2 separate regions of the Sus scrofa genome follow, and region 2 is linked to region 1. Evidence: chromatin contacts called from public HiChIP or PLAC-seq data. All regions are on one chromosome and are shown on one strand. Each heading gives the region's core, a stretch centred on a gene start, on an enhancer-like site or on the middle of the called end of the contact. The rest is flanking DNA. Distances are from core to core; before and after follow the strand shown.

Region 1 (6,351 bases), core at 2,046-4,545:
GAAAAGGAGACGGTAGGAAGGTGACTGGAAAATGCTGTTTTAAAATGTGTGGGACTCTCATAGAACCCTAGAGGGAAATAAATTTTGTAACTTTTAAAAATTATTATTGTTCCTAAATTTCCACAGTGGAGAATTAGGGACTAGTTCCTGTTCAGCTTTTGTGTATTTGACGTGGGATCTCTGGGGACTCAGGGCGCACTACGGGAAGGGCAGGGAAGAGGTGTTCCTGCCCCTCAGGGAGGGGTCAGGGGACCCAAAACAAGAGCCGAGATTTATGAGGTGTCTGCGTGTAGTTTAAAGCAGGGTAGGGAAGCAGTCCAGCTCTTCGTCTACAACCCTTTGTTTTGAGATAAATTTAAACAGGGCTGTGAAGAGAGTTTCACGTTTGTGCAAGTGCCTTTTACGAACAATAGTTTCCAACCATTTAATAATGACCTTGGCAATAATGACTTTCAGCCAAACAGCACAATTCTCAATCTGTCCCCGGCTTTGCCGAGAACACTTCCTGTGCTCCTTAATCGCTTCTCCCATCTGGGAAGGACCGGGCTCTCCGGAAGACACCTGTTTTCTTGACTGTTATTTTCGAAGCTTGGATCCCTGGCTGGATCCGAATCGTTGTAAGTGAGGAGATAGGGGCCAGAGGGTCAGGCTGTCTGTCCTGTGGGATAGAAATCACGAAATGTGTGTGAGATACAGCCATCATCTCAGCTCCTGCTGGTGAATTTTCATGTGAGGCTGGGTAGGGTTCAAGGACTTGTTTTTGTAAAGGTGAAGGAATTCACAGAGAAGGCGAAAAGTAAGATTGTGAAGAATGAAAATCAGAACTAGAAGAAAAAGAAACATAGCGTTAGAGGAGGGAAAATAATTTAGTTTAGAAAAAACTTATACGTCCTTAGGAGATCGGCACTTGTATTTAGATCATCCAGTGTATCCGTGAGCAAATTTCTTGGTACTTGGTAAAGACAGTGAGGCTTAAATGAACAAGGAAAGAGCCAAGTTTTCTGTAAAGCTTCTCATGCTTGTGGGGTCTGAGGACTCAACATTACTAGAGGGAGGTGGAGTTGAGGATGGGTGGGGTAGTGTTACTTGTTTGGTCTTTTCTCAGTCCCTGTCTTATAGCAGGAGTTATCGGTGAAATGGCCCCAGGCAATCCCCAGCAAGGGCCTCCTGGCTTTAGCAAATCTATCCTAACAGCGTAATTCACTTCCCAGCATTGGCAGGTCACATCTGGACAACTTCCCACTAGAGTCTTGGTGCCTGACCCTCTCATGCCTCTAAGAGGGAAGCTTTGTGGGACAGCGGTGACTCCCCAACATGGAAGAGCCACCGTTGTCTTGGGCATTGCAAACATCCCTGTGATATGGGCCTAGCAGGGAGCAGAGAGTTGGTGCAGGAAATACCAAAACAATGTAAAACCAACTCCTGTCTCCAAGTACCATACTGCCCACATGCAAATTTACCAAAAAAAAAAAAAAAAAATTCCATGGAAAAAATATAAGAATGTTTGTTCAAGTAAGTTAGAACTGATAAACTTTTAACCAGCAACAGCAGAGTCCAGGAGTGATTGGCGTGTGAGGGGAAAGCAGAAATATTCTAAAAAGGAGAGTTTAAAATTCAAAGCCGGGTAACATAATAATAGCAATACCATTTAACCAGCAGGCAACAACGTATTCAAATACTAAGACACTGTTCCTAAAACTCAAAGCTCATAGAAGAGTTGACCTCATTTGTTGGGGTGTTTGTGAGATATGAGCATCATTATCCTGATGTTGTGGACAAGGAAATGGGGGCTCAGAAGGCCTGAATTGTTGTTTCCAGCATGTTCCATGGACAACAGTACAGAACTCTGATTGTAGGATGAAGCCTTGATCTGTCTCGGGAGCCCAAGGGTTCACCCTTTGCCTCCCACTAGCCTTTCTTCAATATCTTTCTGAGGCTTAACTATTACATTAATTGGGTTACTATACTGGTGTCTTTTGCTGGGGGAGAAGTGGCTACATAATTTTTGGAGAGTTATAAAACAGTATGTCTGAAATCATTTCATCTTTGCACATTTATACATGAAAAAAAGATATATGCCAATTTATTAACAGTGGTTATTTCTGATATATGCAATTATGGATTATCTTTACATTTTTTTATCCCCTTGGAAGTGATAAATATAAGTATGCATTATTTTTGTATTAAAGAAAAAAATCCCTAAAATGGTAAGACAAAATATTCTAGGGTTTTAAAAAAACTTTCTAAGAGTTCCCTGGTGGCCTAGTAGACTAAGGATCTTGTCACTGCTGTGGCTTGGGTCATTGTTGTGGCTCAGATAACCACCCCACTTGTCCTGTGCTCTCAGCAGAGAGGCTACATCTGAGATTTGACAGGGATCTGCCCTGCAAGTTCTGCACAAAGGCTGGAGTTATGTTAAAAAAGAGGATTTCCTGAAAAGCTGAAAATATAATGAATAGGTAGTTGGGAAAGCTGAGTTGGTGACAGACAAGTTGCTGGATTTCTATCATTTGACTTAATATTAATAAGCCTTCATTATCCCCACTTCTTCAGGTCTTGACCCTTTTTCTCCTTTTCAGAAAGGAATTGGTGTTTCCTGTTTCTGCCATGAAATAAATGCAAAAATTAAGACTCCAAAATGGACCATTTATATCAAAGGCTCTGGTCACAGAGTTGGCAGCTGTCCCTTGAGACCCATTCATCTGATCCTTCTTCCGCAATTGTAGAAACCAAGATTTATGCCTTGGCACAGGGATTGGCCCCAGTTCCCTCCTCCCAGTGCCCCGAAGATCACACTTCCCAGCTTTCCTTCTAGCCATGGAACCTGTAGTAGCTGAGTTCCAGCTGGCGGTTGTTAGAGGAAGTGGTGAGTGCGACTTAACAGGGGCCGTCCTTATAGGAAAGGGACTGCATGCTTTTCTTTTTGCTGGCAGAGTCCAGAAGTGTAGTTTAACTCCAGCAGCCATTGTGGGTCATGAAGAGACCTTAGGAATAGGAGCAGCAAGAGAGGAGAAACCCGGGTTCCTGAGTGTGGAGCCCTATTCTAGCCCTGGGCTAATCAACCCCTCTTACTTTTTGAAAGTCAGAGGGAGAAACTAATTTGAGCTCTAGTTATATCGGATTATTCTTTTACTCACAGCAGAACTAAGTCTGACTAATACAGCAACTGTGAGCTGAAGGGAAGCTGATTTACTTGAACTTGGCAGACCATGAGCCTGTCTCTGAGGACTTAGGGCATGTGTTCCCTGAGCCCAGCACTTCCCCTGGGAGCTCAGCCAATAGCATAGTGTGAACCAGAGGGCAGAGCCCTGGTCACAAGTTGTGGCTCAGATTATAGCAAGGCCTTTGGTCAGGGAGGAACATAGCACCGGGGTGAGAGCATGGGCTTTGGGTCAGAAAGATCTGAGTTAAAGCACTGAATCTATTAACAATTTGTGTGATTTGAACTTCAGTGTTTATGGTTGTAAGGATTAATCAGATATCATACTGAGAATATGTCAGTCACTGGGGCATAATAGGCACTAAAAATGTAGCTGTTATTATTAAAATACATGAAATACATTAAGTATTAACAGGACTTTGTGCATCCAAGGTTTGTAAAACTCTTGCCTTTATGATTAATAACAAGGCATGGATTCAAGCTGTCTAAATGAATCCTCATAGGTGGAAATATAAGAGCTATTAAAAAAATCTCCTAGTGTAAAAATGTCTAGATACATGATATTTTTGCTCAACCCTCAGTGTAAAGGGGCAGCTTCTTGCTTAGAGAAAAAAAAAATCTCTGTCAATGAATAAGACTTTTGATAACTGCATTGGATCTGGATTCCTAATTTCAGAAAAAAGAACCATAGAGGCCAATTTTATTAGAAAGGGACTTGTTAGAGTAGTGGTTTCTGGAATTTCAGGAAGACCAGAGAACCAAGGTTGGAAAGTATCCAGCCAGGAGCAGTGTAGCCTGGAGAACTGCCAACCACACAGGTGATGGATCTTGTGAAGCTCCCGCTGGAGCCTCTGTCCACTGCTTGGCACCTGTGAGCAGGGGAGGGAACACTGGAACCTCAGCCAGAGCTGCCACAGAACAGAGCAGCCATGCCGGTCCGTTTCCTTGTGTCTCCACCACCCACCTTGTGTCCCACCTAGGCCATTGAAGTCTGTGTGATGGTGGGTAGAGACTAGGTCACACACAGCCCAGTAGATGCAGAGGAGGGGAAAGGTAGCTTTGAAGCTCTTTAGACCATAGGACTGGAAGGTGTCTTAGCCTGTGCTCCCCCAGAAGGCAGGGCTTTGATGTGGAGAGTTGGTTTTGGAAAGTGATCCTAGGGAAAAAAAGGGGGAAATGTGAAAGAGCTTTAGGTCTGAGATTATGTCTTTAAATTGAGGAGTTCGACTCTTCTCACCATCAGTGGAAATAAAGATGGGCTGAATGCAATTCAGTATGGAAATAAATTCACGGAATCACAAGGATTCACTGTAAAAATCAGACCTGATGCAGTTTGGAGGTAGAACTATTGCAGTTAGGGGGCAACTGCAGTGGTATTACAGGAAATTTTAAGACTTGAAGTAGGACAGGGACTGGGAGAAGCAAAAGAATGGGCCACAGGGTATCTAACTGCTGGACCTGATGGCTAATGGCTTATAGAGGAGAGAAGGGCAGTTTGAGATGGTAGCCTTGGTGCTTGGGAGATTGGTAATGTCTTCCACTGAGATCAAAGATACTGGAGAAGAGGGAGTCCTGTTGTGGCTCAGCCGGTTAAAAATCTGACTAGTATCCATGAGGACTCGTGTTTGCTCCCTGGCCTTGCTAGTGGGTTAAAGATCCGTTGTTGCTGTGGGCTATGGTGTAGATGGCAGATGCAGCTTACATCTGGCATTGCTGTGGCTGTGGTATAGGCTGGCAGAAGCTCCTTTTTGACCCCTAGCCTGGAAACTTCCATATGCCATGGGTGTGGCCATATAAAGAAAAAAAAGATACTGGAGAAGAGAGAGATATGGTTGGAGGTGGAGAGGGTGATAAGTTCATTTTGCATATGCTGAGCTGGGGCATCTGTGGGGATTGTGTTTGGTATGTGGGTCTGGAGTTAGGAGAGAGGGCATGGCTGAGGATATGGATTTAAGAATCAAGCATTTAGGGGAAGGTAAAGGAACTGGCAGAGGAGGTGAAAAAGCCAGCCCCACACACTCCTGCCAGCCAAGATGGGTTTGTCTTTCTCTCCTCTGTTCCTCTGGTCCTAGGCACATGACCTGCTTCCTCTCCTCCTGGGTGCTGGCATCACCAATTCTGACTCCCTTGTGTTCTGTGCCCCAGAGGGATGTGGTGTCCCCAGCTCCTTTGAATTCCTCTAGGTCCCCGAAGATAAGCAACCAGCTCCTCTTTTTAACTTGTCTGTTTATTTTTGAAATAACCTTTTCTCCTAATACTGCTGCTTAATATACTGGGAATAATACAAATCACAAACCCATAAGATTTAGAGAATCTTAAAAATTTAATGTGATTTTGACTCCCTTACTGAGACAGTAGCTGGACTTCCCCTTGATCCCTGCCCTCTGCTTTCATTCCTGGGGACAGTAATATCAACCCTTCTCTTCTTCCGAGTTATTCTTCCCTGGGGAAGGGCTCCATGAAAACCTGTTCTCTGGCACAGCCCAAGGAGGCAATTGGGACAAAAAGATATGTGTCTCTTGTTCCCATGTGGGCGATTTCGGGTTCAAGAACTTCCAAACCCAGTGCCATCTACATGGCATGGTGAAGATTGGCTAGATCAGGATGGAGATCATGGATTTTAGCAGCAGCTCAGATGTGAGACTCATCTCCTCTCATTAGAAAGTTAGGTTGTTCCAGGAGTTCCCGCCATGGTGCTGTGGGTTAAGAATCAAACTGCAGCAGATCTGTCACAGTGGAGGATCCCCAGCCCCATGAAGTGGGTTAAAGGATCTGGCATTGCTCTAGCTGTGGTGTAGGTTGCAAACAAATGCCATGGGTGCAGCCATTTAAAAAAAAAAGAGAAAAAAAAAAGTTGTTCCAAATTTTTACTACCGCAAATGGAATAGAGAAGGAACGATTCATTAAAAATGAACTTTTTTTTTTTGAAGTTAAAAAAAAAAAGACCTCTTCAATAATCCTCAAGAAAGAGACCCATGGAGGGTAGCTTCAAAGTCAATAATATTTGAAAGAAATATTGGTAACCTGTGTCAATAATTTCCAAAAAAATTTTTGTAAGAACAAAATTCTTTCACAGTGATTAATCTGCCTTTAGCCAAAATGCTTTTGGCTAAATTGCTTTCTTCCAAATTAACTTTTGATTAAGTCACTGGCAATTGGGTTTTATAATACAGTTGTAAAGTTGGATATAT
Region 2 (6,351 bases), core at 2,728-5,227, 220 kb after region 1:
GTTCTGGGCACCTTCCTTCCAACAAAGCCGGTAGATGACCTTTGGAAAGATGGGGACAGTGCCAAGCAGAGGAGGGCAAGGGATCACCCCTTTGTCTCTATCTAGTTCCTTTTCTTTCAGTTCTTTTTTTTAAGGGCCATACTTGTGGCATATGGAGGTTCCCAGGCTAGGAGTCAAATAGGAGCTGCAGCTGCCAGCCTACACCACAGACACAGCAGTGCAGGATCTTTAACCCACTGAGCGAGGCCAGGGATCAAACCAGCATCCTCATGGATACCAGTTGAGTTCTTAACCTGCTGAACCACAATAGGAACTCCCCTTTTCCTTTTTTGACCCAAGAACACACACATCCCTGGGGAAGCACTGCGGCAAAAAGTAATTACCAAAGTCAAGAGAAAAGTCTGGGGCTTGCTGTTAGAGAAGGGGCTGGGAATGGCAGGAGAAGCAGAAGAAACTTGTGGTTATCACATTGAGCTCCTGACTTCAGCAAATGTCCTTAAGAATGGACCTTAGGAGCAGGTAGAGGAAGTAGCTGAGAAATAAGGATTTGAGGGGAAGCACAGCTCAAACCTTACTAGTCTGTAATGAAGCTGGAATTGGGAGTCCCATTGAAGAGAGTTACCTACACAAGAGATGCTCATATAACCTAGGAGGAGGGGGAGGAAGGCTGGCAATCACTGTCCTGTATGCATGAGAATACACTGCCATGTTCCTGTGGAGTTGCTGACTGGAGAATCAGCATAGGGGAAATAGCACGTTGGACAGATAAGTTTTAATGAAAAGAGTGGGGATCAGAAAAGGGTTGAACACGAGATGGCTTCATTATCTATCTTAAAACAGAGACATCCAGGTAGCTGTGAGACATCAGGAAGCACCTGGAACTGAAGTCTTTGCCAGTTGCTAGAGCTGTCTCTGCTGATCCTAGCTCTGTTTTTGTAGTAAACAGGGTATGAGGTGATGTTCAGATTCCCAGGGGACATGGAACAGCCTACTGCCCTGCTCACCTTTGAAGTAGTCACCTGACAGCCCCCTCACTGTCACATATTCCTGAGAGGTAGCAGGACAAGATGACGCCTTTCTGTCATTGTCCTTCTGACGTGACTCAGTACACCCCGGTTGCTGTTGACATGGACGTACTTGTTGATGGAGGAGAGGAGAAAACTGGGTGGGTTGGGGCTCTTTAATATGAGAAAAGCTTTTGTGTCTTAGCTTTGGGAAAGAGAGGAAACACCTCCCTCTTGTTTATTGGTTAAATTAGAGGCTGCTTTCTGCCTTATCCATTCTCCTGGAATACATCTTGGCTGTGACTTGGTGATGACACATGCATGTCTTGAGTGTGCCTGCCATGTGGCATTATTTCTTGTCTGAAGGGTTGGGGGTTCAGAGAGGTTGCGATGAGACCTTGGGTCCCCTGCTGGTTGGCGCCACACTGGGCAGTGGTGGTGGGCTACCAACTGAAAAGCAAAAGAGGGATAAAAAAATGCAGCTAACTTAGGAGTTCCCGTTGTGGCTCAGTGGGTTAAGAACCCAACATAGTGTCTATGAGGATATGGAGTCGATCCGTGGCCTTGCTCAGTGGGTTAAGGATCAGGTGTTGTTGTGAGCTGTGGTGTAGGTTGCAAACTTGGCTTGGACCTGGTGGGGCTGTGGCTGTGGCTGTGGCATAGGCCAGCAACTGCCATTCTGATTTAACCCCTAGCCTGGGGACTTCCATATGTCTCGGGCAAGGCCATAAAAAGGAAAACAAAAAACAAATAAAAAACACAGTTACCTTTCCTCTTTGCCAAACCCAAGTTAGTGACAATGCAGTCACAGTTACCTACTTTACGTACGTTGGGATGCTTTGCAAGGTCTTGACCCAATTGCATGAAGTTTTACAGACACTGACAAAAGAGAACAAGATTAATGCAAAAGCCATTTCCAGCTAAAGCTAGCACCTTCTCAAGAGGAAGCGACTGAGTCCCCTGCCCCAGGAGACCAGGCTATGGTTCTAGGTCTTTACCTCTGCCAGTTTTCCTGCTCTGAAATACCCAGAAACGACCTTAAGTAAAATTCAACCCACAGTCACTTGGGCGCACCCCCACCCTCCAATTTGTAGCCAAGTTAACAAACAAGATTGGCCCCCTATGAAACACTGTTAGTAAGCACTAGATGATGGCAAAGATTACAGGTAATACAGGTGTTTCAGAAAGAGGGACTGATGTGGGTTTGAGGAGTCAGGGCAGGATGCTGGAAAAATTGGGTTTGGCCTGGCACCCGGTCCTTCCCTCCTTTGGAACCCGATGAGGTTGGAGTCCTGGATTTACCAGGACTGAGATTGGACAATGTGTCAGATCTCTGGGTCCCAGCATCCTCATCTACAAGCTGGGGAAAACAACAACCCTGTCCTAGGCTTTCTGTGAGCGCTAAGCACCCGCTCAGTGGTGTTGGAGCCCTTCATTCATTTCCACAGTGACGGCAACAAGGGGCTCCTTCTGGGATGAATTCCTGGGAATAGCTCATCAATTTGGACTCTGGGCTTCGATCTGTGAGGCTGCTGTTCTTCCCTGTGGGGATGTGGTGCTGTAAACAAACACGAGTCAGTAGCTACTTTTCCTAACTCTGCCCCCAGTTTCCCCAGTTGGGATAATGGGTCTCTTTTAAGCCAGAAACATCAAGACATACCTTGTATGAACTGAGAAACTTGTCCCAAGTACTCACTTGGCTCAAACACCAGAGTTCTCAGGATTTACTGCCGATACCAAGTTCTCAAGCAGTGCAGCTTCCCTTCCTAGCTTTTCCTCATTTATCGACATTTTACTATAAACAAAAGAGGAAGTTATAGAATCCTAGCTCTGCACTGGAGAGCAGTTCTTCTGGAAGAATAGGCCTAGGAATATCATACCTTTAAAAAATATTTGATCAGTCAGAAATCGGTCTTGGAGGGAGAGGAAATACAGCAGAATGGATAAGCCCAGAGACCCTGCCTCCAAACTACCCAGACTTGCTTCCTGGTTCTGCCACTGTATGAGTCATGTGACTCTTTTGTAAATTATTTAACCACTCTGTCCCTTAGTTTACTCATCTCTTAAGTGGGGACATAATGGAACACATCTCATAGGGTTGCTACCATGAGTAAATGAGCTAAAATATATGTAAAGCATTTAGAGCAGTAAGGGGCCAGTGTAAGCAGTAAATATGTGTTGGCCATAATTAGTATGATATCCTAATGGAATGTGGAGAGGGAAGGTTTCAGACCTGGAGGGAAGCTGTGGCCTAGAGAAGAGGGTACCAAGACAGCCAGCACTCTCAGGGCCTGGCAACAGTGGGAGGCACAGAAAAGAATACTCTTGGGAAGCTATAAACACACGTGCCAAATCCTAGCAAGAGTCCCAGGTTCATCCACTGACATTGAAACGACCCTCAGAGAGCCCCCCCCCTTCCCCCTTTTTAGGGCCACACCTGCTGCATATGGAAGTTCCCAGGCTTGAGGAGTGGCAGCTGCCAGCCTACATCACAGCCACAGCAGTGCTGGATCTGAGCTGCATCTGTGATCTACACCACAGCTCACGGCAACGCCAGATCGTCAAGCCACTGAGTGGGGCCAGGAATTGAATCTGTATCCTCATGGATACTAGTCAGTTTCTTAACCCACTGAGGCCCCAGCGGGAACTCCACAGAATTTTTAGAATTTGACAGGCTCTGTTCTAGACTCCAGGTTGCCTGGATACAGCCTCTCTGCCAGCCTGGTCCAAGACTTGTTTTGGTAAGGATGACATGCTTATACAGGTCTAGTCAATAACAGGTCCTTTGTTCTGTCTCCTAGACCTCTGGGTGCCACTGTACGGACATGTCCAGCTTGGCAGGCAGCTGGCATCTCAAGGATCTGGGTTGTTATCAGATGGACACTCACCAAACAGAGTCCCTCCTGGCCCGGTGGTGTGTGCTGTTGTGCACGTAGGCCTGCATGCCTCATATCTGTGCCCAGCAATTACATCCCAAGCACCCTGCCCCATTCCAAGGCAGCCGGAGCCAGCTGGGACACTGTGCCCGGGGTGGGAGCCAGGTAGTTTTCCTCCTTTCATCCTTTTTGATTCCATAAGCATTTTCTTCTAAGCTTGGGCTCTCACAGCAGTGTCGGACATGGGAAAACAAACCCAGAAGGCAGGAACTGAGCTGCATCTGCTCGTAGTGCTGCCTTTTGCTGTTCTGAAATGGAGCCAAAAGGCACAGCCTCTGCCCTCCAGAACAGGAAGCCTGCAAGCAGCGTGTGCTTTCTGCAGCACTGCCTGCTCGGTGAGTATATTGCATATCCTTACACGTTAGTGGCATGTTGTCTGGTCTCACGTTCAGGTCTAGATTTAAATACTAAGGTGGAATTCAGGGTTTGAGTAAAATGCATGTCCGGGCCTGGTCTCTTGGCCAGGCCCCAGGGTCTGCAGCCCACCTAGCTGGTCCTCAAAACTGGCCTCTTACATCAGAAGTAATCCCACGTGGTTTATTTATTTTTATTTTTTAATTCATTTTTTGTCTTTTAAGGGCCGCACCCACGTCATATGGAAGTTCCCAGGCTAGGGGTTGAATCAGAGCTGCAATAGTTGGCCTATGCCACAGCCACTGTCACAGCCACGTCAGATCCAACCCATGTCAGCAACCTACACCACAGCTCACGGCAACACTGGATCCTTAACCCACTGAGTGGGGCTAGGGATCGAATCTGCATCCTCATGGATACTAGTTGGGTTCGTTACCACTGAACCACAGTGGAAATGCCGATCCCATTCGGTTCTGATGACAGATGGATTGTGATAACTCACCCCGGTTTGGGAAGGCTCCCTGTTCTCTTATATCAGCAGAGAAAACCATGTTTGAATACTAACAACTGGTGTCATTTACTGAACACATGTGATGCCCCAGGGAGCCTTCTAAGGGCTTTTCGTAGTGGTTTCCCGTGGTCCCCCACCAGCACTCCAGTCGAGGTAGTATGGTCAACTGTGCCTTACATGTGAGGACACTGAGATGCGTTGACATTGGGTAACTCGCTCAAGGCCACCTAGGTTGGAAGTGGCAATGCCAGTATTTGAACCAGGCAGCCTGATTCAGGGCTTGCTCCTACTCGCCATCATGCCCGATGCTGTGGCATCTCCTTGTTTCCACCTCCACAAGGATTAGACTGATGCTTGATCATCCTCTCATTGTTATCATTGGTCTTATCAGCTTGTGGAGGCGCAGAAGCTTCTTCTGGTTGACATTTGTAGCTAATTTGCTACATCCTTGATGTTAGAGATAACAACGCAAACATTGAATTATTTCCTCATTGATTTACATTACTTTGATTCCTTAAATATTTAGTGAGTGTTTACTTTGAGCCAGACATTATACTAGACCTGGCAAAGAGGGGCACTACCAGGTACTTGCTTTCAAAGAATTTTCACTCTAGAAAGAGAAATAATCTTCCAAATTCCCAAGATGGCTCACAGGGCCTTCTGAGATGGGCAGTGCCTTCCCCTTCAATCTCATTGCTCCACATTCTCTGCCTCTGCGTCCTTTGGTTTGTTGAGCTTCCTACCACCTCAGAGCCTTTGCACCTTCTGTTCCATCAGCCTGAAATACTCCACCCCTTTGCCTGGTTAACTCCTCATCCTTAGGTCTCATCTTAATTCACTCTTCTTAAGGGTGTTCTCTCTCAAACCCATAGATTAGCTCAGGAACCTGTTACATCTCATCGTAGCTCCTTGTGCTTTTAATTTTTGTAATTATTTGATTCATTCTCCAGCTCCTTAAGGGCATCAATAATGCTGTTCTTATTCACCACTGTATTCCAGGCATCAATAGGAGCTTACTCAATATTCTGAAATGAATGAAAATTATTATTTATTAAAGCAGAAACTGGGATGTTAGTCCCCATTCCTCCAAGAAGCAGACACCAAGACAGTATTAAACATGCTAGGATTTTATGGGATGGGGTCATGCGTAATTTAAAAAATGAGGGAGCTGGAAGAAGCTGGGAGACTCATCACACTGATGCTCGTCTGATCCCAGAGGGAAGTATGAGGAGGACCATCCTCTATATTCTCGTGCAGCCTGGGTAAAAGTCAGTGAGGTGATGGAGCAGATCAGCCAACAAAGCTGAAGGTCAGAGGCATACTCCACCACGTGAGCACCTCACTCAATGGCTGGAACGCCGAGGGAGGCGTGGCCCGGCAGCTGCAGGGTGCAGATTGGAGCGTGCCCACTGGGGGCGCTCATCAATTATGGCATCGGTGGGGGGGTGGAAGTCTGGGGGCTCCACGTGGCAATTCAGAGGCGGGAGGAGATGATTTCTGGCTTATGGAGAGCAGAAAAATTCCCAAGGGTATGTCTTCCACAAAA

Evidence for each region. HiChIP or PLAC-seq counts read pairs in DNA pulled down with a chosen protein or histone mark.
Region 2: a contact with region 1 is called in an H3K27ac HiChIP or PLAC-seq map of skeletal muscle, with 2.6 times the contacts expected there. The contact joins two enhancer-like sites. A contact is called at or near these places in 1 of 47 Hi-C or Micro-C datasets (embryonic fibroblasts) and 1 of 2 datasets of contacts at active chromatin or transcription factors (skeletal muscle).

Annotation. Positions count from the first base shown.
Region 1 is chr7:65,488,031-65,494,381 of Sscrofa11.1, forward strand. No RefSeq gene overlaps it. Among named protein-coding and RNA genes, the nearest start is that of SPTSSA, 190 kb to the left of the region's middle. Within about 2 kb of position 3,296, at least 22 of the 83 cell types and tissues checked have an H3K27ac peak or open chromatin away from gene starts, as enhancers often do. A contact at or near this core is called in skeletal muscle, where this site is marked.
Region 2 is chr7:65,706,749-65,713,099 of Sscrofa11.1, forward strand. No RefSeq gene overlaps it. Among named protein-coding and RNA genes, the nearest start is that of EGLN3, 96 kb to the right of the region's middle. Within about 2 kb of position 3,978, at least 14 of the 83 cell types and tissues checked have an H3K27ac peak or open chromatin away from gene starts, as enhancers often do. A contact at or near this core is called in skeletal muscle, where this site is marked.